Linked DNA regions of Delphinus delphis: region 2 is linked to region 1. The links are chromatin contacts, called in public Hi-C maps. All regions are on one chromosome and are shown on one strand. Each heading gives the region's core, a stretch centred on a gene start, on an enhancer-like site or on the middle of the called end of the contact. The rest is flanking DNA. Distances are from core to core; before and after follow the strand shown.

Region 1 (5,483 bases), core at 1,198-3,697:
TACTTTAAGATATAAAGAGGACAGAAAAATGCTTGATTTTTCCTGTACTTATCAGTTTTCAAAATAATGAGTTGGTTCCCTAATACTATCAAGAAGTGATCAATAAGTTTTTAAAAAATCATGAAATTATGTATGTGAATGTATTTGATATTTTTCATTCCACTGAAGTCACTATACTTATTGACCAACGTAAGTCTATTGAAGTTCTCTCCTGAATCTTTTTGACATGACCCTACTAGTCTTTAAAAACTTCCCTGCTTTCTGCTAAGACAAGCTGTTCCAGGCTTATTTTATATTTCTTAACTCGAACCTGAAATTAGCTATTTCTCCAAGGTTATGGTTCTCACAGTGTGATCTGGGAGCCCCTGGGAGTCCCTGTGATCCTTTCATGGGGTTTGTGAGGTCAAAATTATTTTCATATTAATACTAAGGGCTATTTGCCCTTTTAAACTTTCATTTTCTCACAAATATATAGAGTTTCCCAAAGGTTACATGATGTGCGATATTATGATTGAATGTAGAAGCAGTTCTAAGAATTCTGCTGTCATTTATTAAGCCAGACATTAAATAGATTCACAAAAATGTAAAACAATTGTACTCTTCTCACTAATTTTTGTTAATAGATACTTTGTTATTTTGAAATGTTTTGATTTTTAATTCAGTCAACATCAATAGATATAGCCCACATAAATAAAAACTCTTTGGGCCCTCAACAATTTTAAGAATTTAAAGAGATTTGGGGAGCAAAATGTTTTGAGAACTGCTGCTCCAAGGAGTCTTGGTTCCTTTTAATGGAAAATGGTATTTAGAGATCACAATCTAGGAGCTAAAGATGTTCATGGTTACTGGGTTGGCCATAGTTTTTAGGCCATTTCATAGGCAGAGTTAAGATAAAATTATATATTTATTTAAAGATAAAATACATCATGAGTTAATACTGTTTATTCCTGTCCAAATTTAGGACTACAGAGTTTTTACTTAAACTCATACAATTTACATTTGTATCTCCTTTCTCCCACAACAAAAGTCCCAGCATAGGGCTTCCCTGGTGGCGCAGTGGTTGAGAGTCCGCCTGCCGATGCAGGGGACACGGGTTCGTGCCCCGGTCCGGGAAGATCCCACACGCTGCGGAGCGGCTGGGCCTGTGAGCCATGGCCGCTGAGCCTGCGCGTCCGGAGCCTGTGCTCTGCAGTGGGAGAGGCCACAACAGGGAGAGGCCCGCGTACCGCAAAAAAAAAAAAAAAAAAAAAAAAATCCCGGCATAAATGTTTATTTTCAGTGTCACATTAACAATAGCACCACTACCATCACTACCAACCATATGATCAGTTAAAATAGTTTGACTGCTTTCTTTTCTTTTTTTTTAGTTCTTTTTTCTTTGAGGTATATCCCTCTATGGATGTACAGTAATTTGATAGTTTAAAGTTACCTGAAATGGTGTGTGTTTTTGAAATTATGCCAACAAGCAGATCAGTTAGACCCATGTATTTTTTCTTTTGATTTTTAAAGGCTGCTTTTTATAAATTCAGAGAAGTTTAGGTTCTATCTCTGTCTCTTGTAGCCTACTGCCTTCCTCTCTTCCTCAAGTAACATTAAAAAAAATCAGTAATTTTCCTTTGTTATTTTTAAACTTTAAGCAAATATATATATATATATAGTATTACTAGATATAGTATATGTATATATATATACTTATTTAGTATTACTACCACCCTCCCCTTTTTGGATGAAAGGTAGTATACTATATACACTTCTTTCCACAACTTTTTTCAATTAACAATATATGTATTCAGGAGCTCACTCCAGTTGTATATAGGGCACTTCATTGCATTATTTTACCATAATTTATTCAAGTAGCCATTTACTGAGGAACTTTGGGAGCAATTTCCAGTATTTTATTACATATAGTGCTGCAGTGAATAGTCTTGCACATACTTTTACCACGATATCTTTAGGATAGAGTTCTAGAAGTGGGATTGCTGGCTCAAAGTGTGAATGTGTATAATTCTGCTAGATATTGAGACTCTTTTTACTTCTGCAGTACAGATGGAAGAACAGACTGAGACAGCTGCTCAAGGTCACCTTACCAGTCACTGACAAGTCTGGGGTTTAAACTTAGATGTAACGGGTCTCCACGGACTCTGTAGGTCACGGGAAGAGGATTTGCAAGGTGGGAGAGGCAAAGGAAGAATTTTGCATTTGGAAGTCACATTCACTGAATCACATATTCTCACGCTTCCAACTCCCAGCGCACCAGTTCTTCCTTATCAGAACCTCTAGTCCTCTGAGCTCTCATACTTTCTCTCATTCATCACTTTCCTCCTCATCCGGTAACTGAGGTATCACTGCCGCCACTGGTAATCTGGGCCAGTAAACCCGGAAGGTGTGTGGAGGGCTTTGCGCATGCCCAGCCACTACGCGCAGATTGGAGCCGCTCGGAGGCAGGACCAGAGTGACGTCCTAACGGCGCGCCGCTCCCTGGCGTCCTAGCAAGGTCGCTTTGCAGTGCAAGTGCGCGCGTAAGTGACAAGACCCTGGTTCGGGGGCGCGCCGTATCCTGCTGCCTTGGTATCAGCGGCGACATGTCAGGGTATACGTCCGACGAGAAATTGCGGCTGCAGCAGCTGCGAGAGCTGAGAAGGCGATGGCTGAAGGATCAGGAGCTGAGCCCCCGGGAACCGGTGCTGCCCCCGCGGAGGATGTGGCCTATGGAGCAATTCTGGAATAAGTTTTTGCAGGACGGGGCCTCCTGGAAGAACGTGGTGAGTGACAGCCCTCCCCCACTCCCACCCTGACTCCCGCCCCGTCGCGGACCCCGGCCTGGCTGCTGGGACGCCTGCTCACTGTAGCCACATTAGGGACTGACTCGCTCCACCCCCGAAAGTTCCGGTAGTTCCCCAAGGGAGAATCAGATTCTACCGAGACTTAGGTTTAGCTGGGACGCTCACTGGTCCCAGGAATCATAGGCTGGGAGTCGGGAGTCAGGAGTCAGAGTCCGGAGCTTGTATGGCTTCGGGATGGTCTTGTCCTTTGGCTGTCAAATGTGATGAGAAGGAGGCGAATCTTCGCCTGGGTTTTACAGGACACTGCAGGCTTGCTTCTCTTTTGACTGTGGAGACCTTCCCTCAGAATGATGGCCAAGGATTCACTAAAGTTAAAATTCAATGATTTTAGTATTTGAAGACACTTGTCTGATTTTTGAGGTTGAGATTATAGAGACCAACTAACTCTGCACTCGACTACCAGAAGGCACAATGAGCCTCTAGCTGGTAATACAGCTCTATGTAATGACCATTAAAGAAGGGGTCCTATTGGTATGCTGAGTGAGTCATATTCAAGAGCCCCCTTTCTTAACCGCTACTACGTACGTTGAACACACGCTTTCATTTAAGAATGCCATTCCTGGACTTTGCAGAAAGTCACTCACTCAAGTGCTATCTTTATTTTCAGGGTCTCCTGATATTTTCTTGAGGTCGTTAATTAAATCACATCAATTATGAATGATGAATGCTGTATCTCAGAATTCCTTGCAACTTTGGCTAATAATAATGGTAATAATATAAGGAACACTTCGGTGCTTACTTTGTGCCTGGCACTTTGCTGAGGGTTTTACACGTGTTACTTTATTTATTTTTTTACTTCCATAAGGTAGAAACCATCCCTAATCCTCGTTTTAAATATGTGGAAACGGAGACCTGCAGGAATTCAGTGATTTACCTGTGGTCCCAGGGCTAGGAATTGAAGAAGTTCACTTTGAAATCCATGTGTATTTTATTGTGCTACAAAGTCTGGTGCAAATTTTTCTAAGAAAGTGGTATTAGATACTTATTTATGATGGTAAAATTAAACTCTAATTGAACTTTCCTCTCTTCTCACCCTTTGTGTCTCTGGCATTACTTAACTGATTTGGCAGCCACTGGTTGAATGTTGACATCCCACCCGTCAGCCAGTGATGTAAGGAAGTAAATAATCATTTGTTGAAATCTGTCTTACCTTACTTTGAGTTAACTTTTTCTTTCATAATCATATCTGTTACAACACTTAGAATCTAGATTGTCTTTTCCCTGACAGGATAGGTCTGTTTCAGTCAAATTGGCTGCCATGGAAAAGTTCCATTTTTAGATGTCTTTTGCCTTTCTTTTTAAAAATACTGTGTCTGAAGGCACCTCAAAGTGAGCTTGGAACACCCTTATCCCAGTATGTAAAACATTCTTTTTCCAGCATTAGTGCACTCAAGGTTGTCTGCCCTACAGGTAGAATGATACAAATGGTGTTTATTATGGATATCTGAAATTGATAAATTAGGGAAATGACTTTACCTGAAAATTCTGTAGTTCTGATTACTCTGGTTAAATTGATTAGAATTATTTCATTATTTATGCCATGTTTTATCTTAAACAAACTTATAATAAGGATATTTTTAGAAGTCTTTTAAAAAACATATTTATAAATACAGTACTATAGTTTTGCAAAATGCTGCTTCTCTTAAGCCTCCTTTGCTTTGAACTCTGTAGGTGTCACCTAGCAGGCACTATGTTTAGTAAAAATATTCGGTGTACAGACTATATGGAAATACGTAGCATTTAGAGATTTTACAATAATCGTGATTTTTTATATCACTGATGCTTTTTTTTTCTGCCACAAATGTATAAAAAATAAGATATCTATTTTGTGTATGTTTTTTTTCCCCCAGATCTATAAGACGTACCGACACAGTATCTTTGCTTTTACTCATGTACTGATCCCTTTCTGGATTATTCATTATTATCTGAAATATCATGTGAATGTAAGTGTGCTTTAAGTATGTATTTTTCAGAATTTATTTTTAATATTGTACAAAATTATTTCCTATGTGGCAATGCCTTACCCGGCTCTACTTAGTGGAAATAATCTGCCACTTATAACTGATTTTGAATTACTTTGAATCCTTTTAGGTAAAAGGTTTAATGAAACTTAGGTAATGTATGGTTTTTCAAAAAGTTGATCTTTATATTAGTTGTTTACAACTTGAATTGCATTTCCTCATGAAACAATGTTTAAATGATCAGAAATATAGTTGACCTAATAATACTGGTGCAAACTCAGCGTCCTGAGTTGGAAGGGAGAAAATAATTTCTGCTCCTTTTTTTTGAGCACAGATCTGGTATAAGATAAAATTCACAATAGATAAAGGTTATCTTTGTCATCATTTCCTTTTCCTGTGCTCTGTCTGGTTTTTCACAACTTACTTTCTTTAGAATTCAGCATGTCCAAAAGCTTGAATTTTTTTCACTGAAAGATCTTGCATTGAATTGAGTCTGTTGCCATATTTTAAAGGCTAGGGATACCCTGGTGTAGGGTGTTAAATCCCAGGCAGGGTGAGGAAGGAGTGCATTTTGGGGAGTGGCATGGAAGGGAGAGTGTTGGTAGTTGCCCAGCATGGAGTTTTGTAACCCAAAGAGTGAGGAGGGCATTCTTGTACCCAGTGAGGAGGCTTAAATCCT
Region 2 (5,483 bases), core at 2,038-4,537, 320 kb before region 1:
ACAATATATTAAAAAAAAACTCAAAATGGATCAAAGACCTAAATGTGAGACCTAAAACTGTAACACATAGGGGAAAAGCGTCCAATGATTTCTTGGATATGATACCAAAAGCATAGGCAGCAAGAATAAATATAGATAAATTGGACTAGATCAAAATTAAAAACTTCTGGGGCTTCCCTGGTGGTGCAGTGGTTAAGAATCTGCCTGCCAGTGCAGGGGACATGGGTTCGAGCCCTGGTCTGGGACGATCCCACATGCCGCGGAGCAACTAAGCCTGTGCACCAGAACTACTGAGCCTGCCCTCTAGAGCCGGTGCTGCACAACAAGAGAAGCCACCGCAATGAGAAGCCTGCGCACTGCAACGAAGACCCAATGCAGCCAAATAATAATAATAATAATAATAATAAATTAAAAACTTCTGTGCAGGGCACAGTTGACAGAGTGAAAAGGCAACCTACGAAATGGGAAAAAATATTTGCAAGTCATATATGTGATAAGGGGTTAATATCCAGAAGATTAAAAGAACTTCTACAATGCAACAACAATAAAATAACATGATTTAAAAATAGGTAAAGGACTTGAATAGGTATTTCTCTGAAGAAGATATACAAATGGCCAAAAAACATGGAAAGATGCTCAACATCGCTAATCATTAGAGAAATGCACATCAAAGCCACAGTGAGATATCACCTTACCTCACACCCATTAGGAGGACTGCTATTAAAAGAAAAAAAACCGAAATAAGAAAATAACAAGTGTTGGCAAGAATGTGGAGAAATTGGAACCCTTGTACACTGCTGGTGGGAATGTAAAATGGTGCAGCCGCTATGGAAAACAGTAGGTGGTCCCTTAAAATATTAAAAACAGAATTATGAATCAGCAATCCCAATTTTGGGTATATATACAAAATAATTGAAGGCAAGATCTCAAAGAGATACTTGTACAACGATGTTCGCAGCAGCATTATTCATAATAGCCAAAAGGTGGAAGCAGAGGAATAGTGTGGTGTATACATGCAATGGAATGTTTTTTAGCCTTGAAAAGGAGAGAGGTTTTGACACTTACAAGTGAATTAACCTTGAGGACATTATGCTAAGTGAAATAAGCCAGTCACAAAAAGACAAATACTGTATGATTTCACTTACATGAGGTATCTGGAGTGGTCAAACTCATTGTAACTTAAAGTAGAATGGTGGTGGTTGCCAGGGATTGGGGGCGGGGGAAATGGGGAGTTGTTTGAGTTTTGGTTTTGCAAGATTAAAAAGTTCTGGGAGGCTTCCCTGGTGGTGCAGTGGTTAAGAATCCGCCTGCCAGTGCAGGGGACACGGGTTCGAGCCCTGGTCCGGGAAGATCCCACATGCCGCAGAGCAACTAAGCCCGTGCGCCACAACTGCTGAGCCCGCGTGCCTAGAGCCCGTGCTCTGCAAAAAGAGAAGGCACCGCAATAAGAAGCCCGTGCACTGCAACGAAGAGTAGCCCCCACTTGCGGCAACTAGAGAAAGCCTGTGCGCTGCAACAAAGACCCAACGCAGCCAAAAAAAAAAGTTCTGGAGATAGATTTTACTACAATGTGAATATTCTTAACACTACTGAACTATACACTTAAAAACAGTTAAGACGGTAAGTTTTATGTTATTTGTATTTTGCCACAATTAAAAATTGAAAAAAAAATTTTATTTGAAAAAAGCAAACCAAACAAAAAAACTCCAAAACTCTGAGTATACTAACAAAACACATTTATCACAGTGTGGTTTGAAGCCTTTGCCTTCCATCAATGAATTTCAAATCTAAGCATGTACAATATTAGGATAACCTGGTGGGCTTGTTAAACATATTGCAGGGCCTCGCCCCCCAGAGTTTCTGAATTAGTAAGCCTGGGGTGAGGACTGAGAATTTGCATTTCTAACAAGTTCCCAAGTGTTTTGAGGCTACTCCTACTGATCTAAGGATTATATTTTGAGGGCTACTGCATTAGATAATACCACAGGCTTATTCTCTATTAATCTCTATATATGTGTTTGTGATAAATCTTTGGCTTTGGAGTCCTTGAGAATTTTGTGCCTGCCATGCCCCGAAGCCGTGCATTATGCCATGTGACCCTGCTTCTTGGGCCGGTAGTATGCTATAGAGAAATGGCTAGACCTAATAGGCTGGACATTTTTGCACAGTATATGTTGAATAATCCAACTAGACCTAATAGGCTGCCCAATTTTGCACAATATATGTTGAATAATCCAATTAGAATAATCCAATCCAGTTTTGAATGCAAGACACAACATAGGCAGGTCAGGTTGAAGTAGAGGCTAAGAGAAGCTTAATTCTGAGGAAATAACTGGTCAGGTCACCAGAACAGCCACTCTTTACCTCGAGCAATGTGAACCACATTCTACTGCCATGAGGCCTGCGTGGCTGCTGAGAAGCTTCCTGTGCTCCTCCACTTACTGGTGTGACCCTAATATAAACCTGCATCTTCTCTGCTAACAACTGCCAAGTCTCCCTTCCGTGTTTCCTGGAAGATCCTCCCACTCTGTTTTTATAGCTCTGATATCGCCATCATACCATTGAGTCTCTGCTTTTCTTTGGAAGGAAACAATATTCCAAATGAGAGAGGAGTTTTTCCATCTGCCAGAATGCCTTCGAATAATTGCAATATATGACTCTTAGGGAACATCCTGGAATTGCCGTAAAAATCGGTAAACACATTTCATTCCAGCATCCTGCTTCTCCCCTCCCTGACTGCCCCTCAGCCAGTTCATTTACTGAAGACAGCATTAAAAAATCTTAGCAGGTTTCTCCGCTAAGGTTTCTCCCCTCCAGTCCTTTCTACCCCAGAATAGGAGAAAGCAGATTGTAGCTTTGAAAGGGGGCGGCCACAAGCAGCTACTGTCTACAGCGCAAAAGGTGGCCTTAAAAGTAGTGAGCTTTTCCTTATGAAGGGAATGTCAGAGGCTGGACGGCTGCCTAGAAACGGCCACCGAGAGAAGAGCAGCCTGAAGACTCTCCCATTTCAGAAACTAAGAGGTGGTGATGGGGTAGCAGCTCTCGCATAGACAGATGCTGAGAAAGCTCGTCCTCTTTGGGATAACTGCCAAGATCCAAACTTGGACCGTGGCCCAATACAGGTCCAAGTGGGGCGGGCACTTCCGGATCCGGGCATCGGGCGAGATCCTGTCAGCAGGTAGTCACTGGTTGCTCTCCAGTCTGTCTCGCGACGTCATCCCACAGCGCCGGAAGTGGAGGAGTAACGTGAGCGTGTCAGCCTCCGCCGTTTCTAGGTAAGGCGGTTATCGGCCTACCTCTTCTGCCTGCCGGGTTGAGAGCCGTGGGAGTGGGCCTCAGGTCGGGTCCGCTGTTGCCTGTTAGGTGATGTGCCCTGAATAACGCTCTCACGGCTTCTTTCCCGGCAGGCGTTGCAGCATCCTCCGGCTCCAGGGCTCTAGGGCTCTGGGCTGCCCATTTCCCGTCTGCCGTGTTTTGGCGGCGCTCATGTTGGCCTCCGTCCCACTTCGCGTTCGTTCACCTGTGCCCCTGACACCTGTACCTAGCTTGGAACACAAGCAGAGGAAAGATTAGAGAATGGGCACTGTCCAACCCAAGGAGGCGGCGCAGCCTGTCAGGAAGGACATTGTTTTCTCCAGAAACGCTCCATGAGAGGAACTTGAGGGCCCTTCACAGCGTCCTCAACAGGCCTTACACGAAGACCAGAAGAAGCAAGCCTTTTCTCATGCAGACCAGTGATAGCGGTTCAACAAAGCAAGGATATAATTTCTATGTGGAATTAATGTGGTCCAGGTTTGGAGCCTTTTGAGAATTTGATTTATATTGGGCGTCATTAGAACACTTGAGACAGGACTCTTCACGTGGGAAGACACAACAGATTTGTGCCCTTTCACCTTAGTTGTGCTCTCGGATGATCTTTTTACATTTCCTTAGCTCCTGCTTTCATCCTACCTTCACTATTAACAAGAATGATAGTAGTGTTGAATGCTTGTTTTTTGCCAGATACTGAACTTTTTCTTCTTAATTTAGCCCTTGTGACAACGCTGTGGTGTAGAGCACTAATTAATATCGTTTTACAGCTGAAGAAATAAAAGACTTAGCTTAAATAACTGGCCACAAGTCTCACAGTCCGTAGGTGGTGGAGGCAAGATTTGAACTTGAGCAGTTGGATTTCAGAGGCTTGGATGTTATCCACTATTTTATATTGATTTTCCTCAACTGTTGATCAAGTTCCCAAACACCTTACTCTATTGTTGTCTACTATTTTAGGGAGAAAATTGAGGTTGTCAGGTGGGCTCTCCCTCAAATTTCTGCCTCTGCCTTCCCTTCATACAGTCATCTAGCTTTACACCTATCTTTACCTTTCCTTCAGTATCAGAGGATGAGCTGTCTCCTGATCAAAGCAATTTCCTTTATTTTTGCTTCTGACCTTTCTTTTATACTTTCACCCATGAGACCTTGTTTTCATTTGTCTTTTGTGCCCTTGTCTATGTCCCAGTTATGTATAAACAAGGTCAGGTTTCTCATATCCGTGTGTGTGTCATCACCCCACCCCCCACGCTCCCAAGCCAGAAAGAAAGAAAAAGTTCCTAGTGATCCATCTTCCTTTGGCTCTCATCCAGTAACTCTCTTCCCCTCTCATCCAAACTTTGAAAAGAGTATTCTAAATTCTGTCTCCAACTCCACCTGCTGTTCCTTTCTGCAGTCTAGCTTTCAGATCTGTCATTCCCCTGAAATTTTATCCTGTAGTCACTAGTGATTGATTATCAAACCAGATAGACATTCTTCAGTCATTACTGGATTCCTTTGCTGCTTTTGAAACTTGATGATACCTTTCACTCCCTACTCCTTTGCTTCTCAGGACAATACACTCAGCTGATTTATTCAACAAACATGTACTGTGATATAGAGATGAACAAGTCAAAGTGCCTCCTTCCTTTAAAGAGCTTACGTTCTGGCTGTTTTTCCATGTGCCTCTCTCACCAGTCATTTCTCCTGTGGATAGTCTTCTTCCTCCTCTCCTAAAATGTTGGGTGTTTACAAGGCTTGTGACTTTGGCCCATTGTTCTTTTCATTCTGTACACACTGCCTAGGTGAGCACATCAACTAGCTTGGTTTTAACTCCCTCCTGCATGCTCCCAAATCGAAGTGTCCGCTTAGATCTCCTCTGAGTTTCGTGCTCACCTCTGACTACCCTGGACAGCTCTGCCTGCGAGTCCCACAGACTGTTCAAATTCTGTCTTCTCTGAACTTACTCTTAGCACATCCATCACTAAATCTTGTTGATTTTGCCCCCTAAATATTTCTCAAATCTGTGCTCTTTTTTCCATCTCTATTATTGTCTTACTTTGGACCTTCTTTGATCTGAAATATGATGGCCTTCTAACTGGTATCCCCCCCTCTAGTCCTGTATCCGATGTTATCTGTTCTCCACACTACCTACCCTCCTCCCCCAAATGATCTTTGAAAACACATCTGACTGA

The links. A called contact is a pair of places that touch in the nucleus more often than the background predicts.
Region 2: a contact with region 1 is called in a Hi-C map of lung, with 6 times the contacts expected there. The contact joins the promoter of APTX here to the promoter of NDUFB6 in region 1. A contact is called at or near these places in 2 of 3 Hi-C or Micro-C datasets (lung and muscle).

The regions. Positions count from the first base shown.
Region 1 is chr6:79,623,879-79,629,361 of mDelDel1.2, reverse strand. NDUFB6 (NADH:ubiquinone oxidoreductase subunit B6) reads left to right here and starts at 2,447. Exons shown (of 3, transcript XM_060014883.1): 1 at 2,447-2,762. The coding sequence starts at 2,583.
Region 2 is chr6:79,948,166-79,953,648 of mDelDel1.2, reverse strand. APTX (aprataxin) reads left to right here and starts at 3,287. Exons shown (of 9, transcript XM_060014879.1): 1 at 3,287-3,792. The coding sequence starts at 3,725.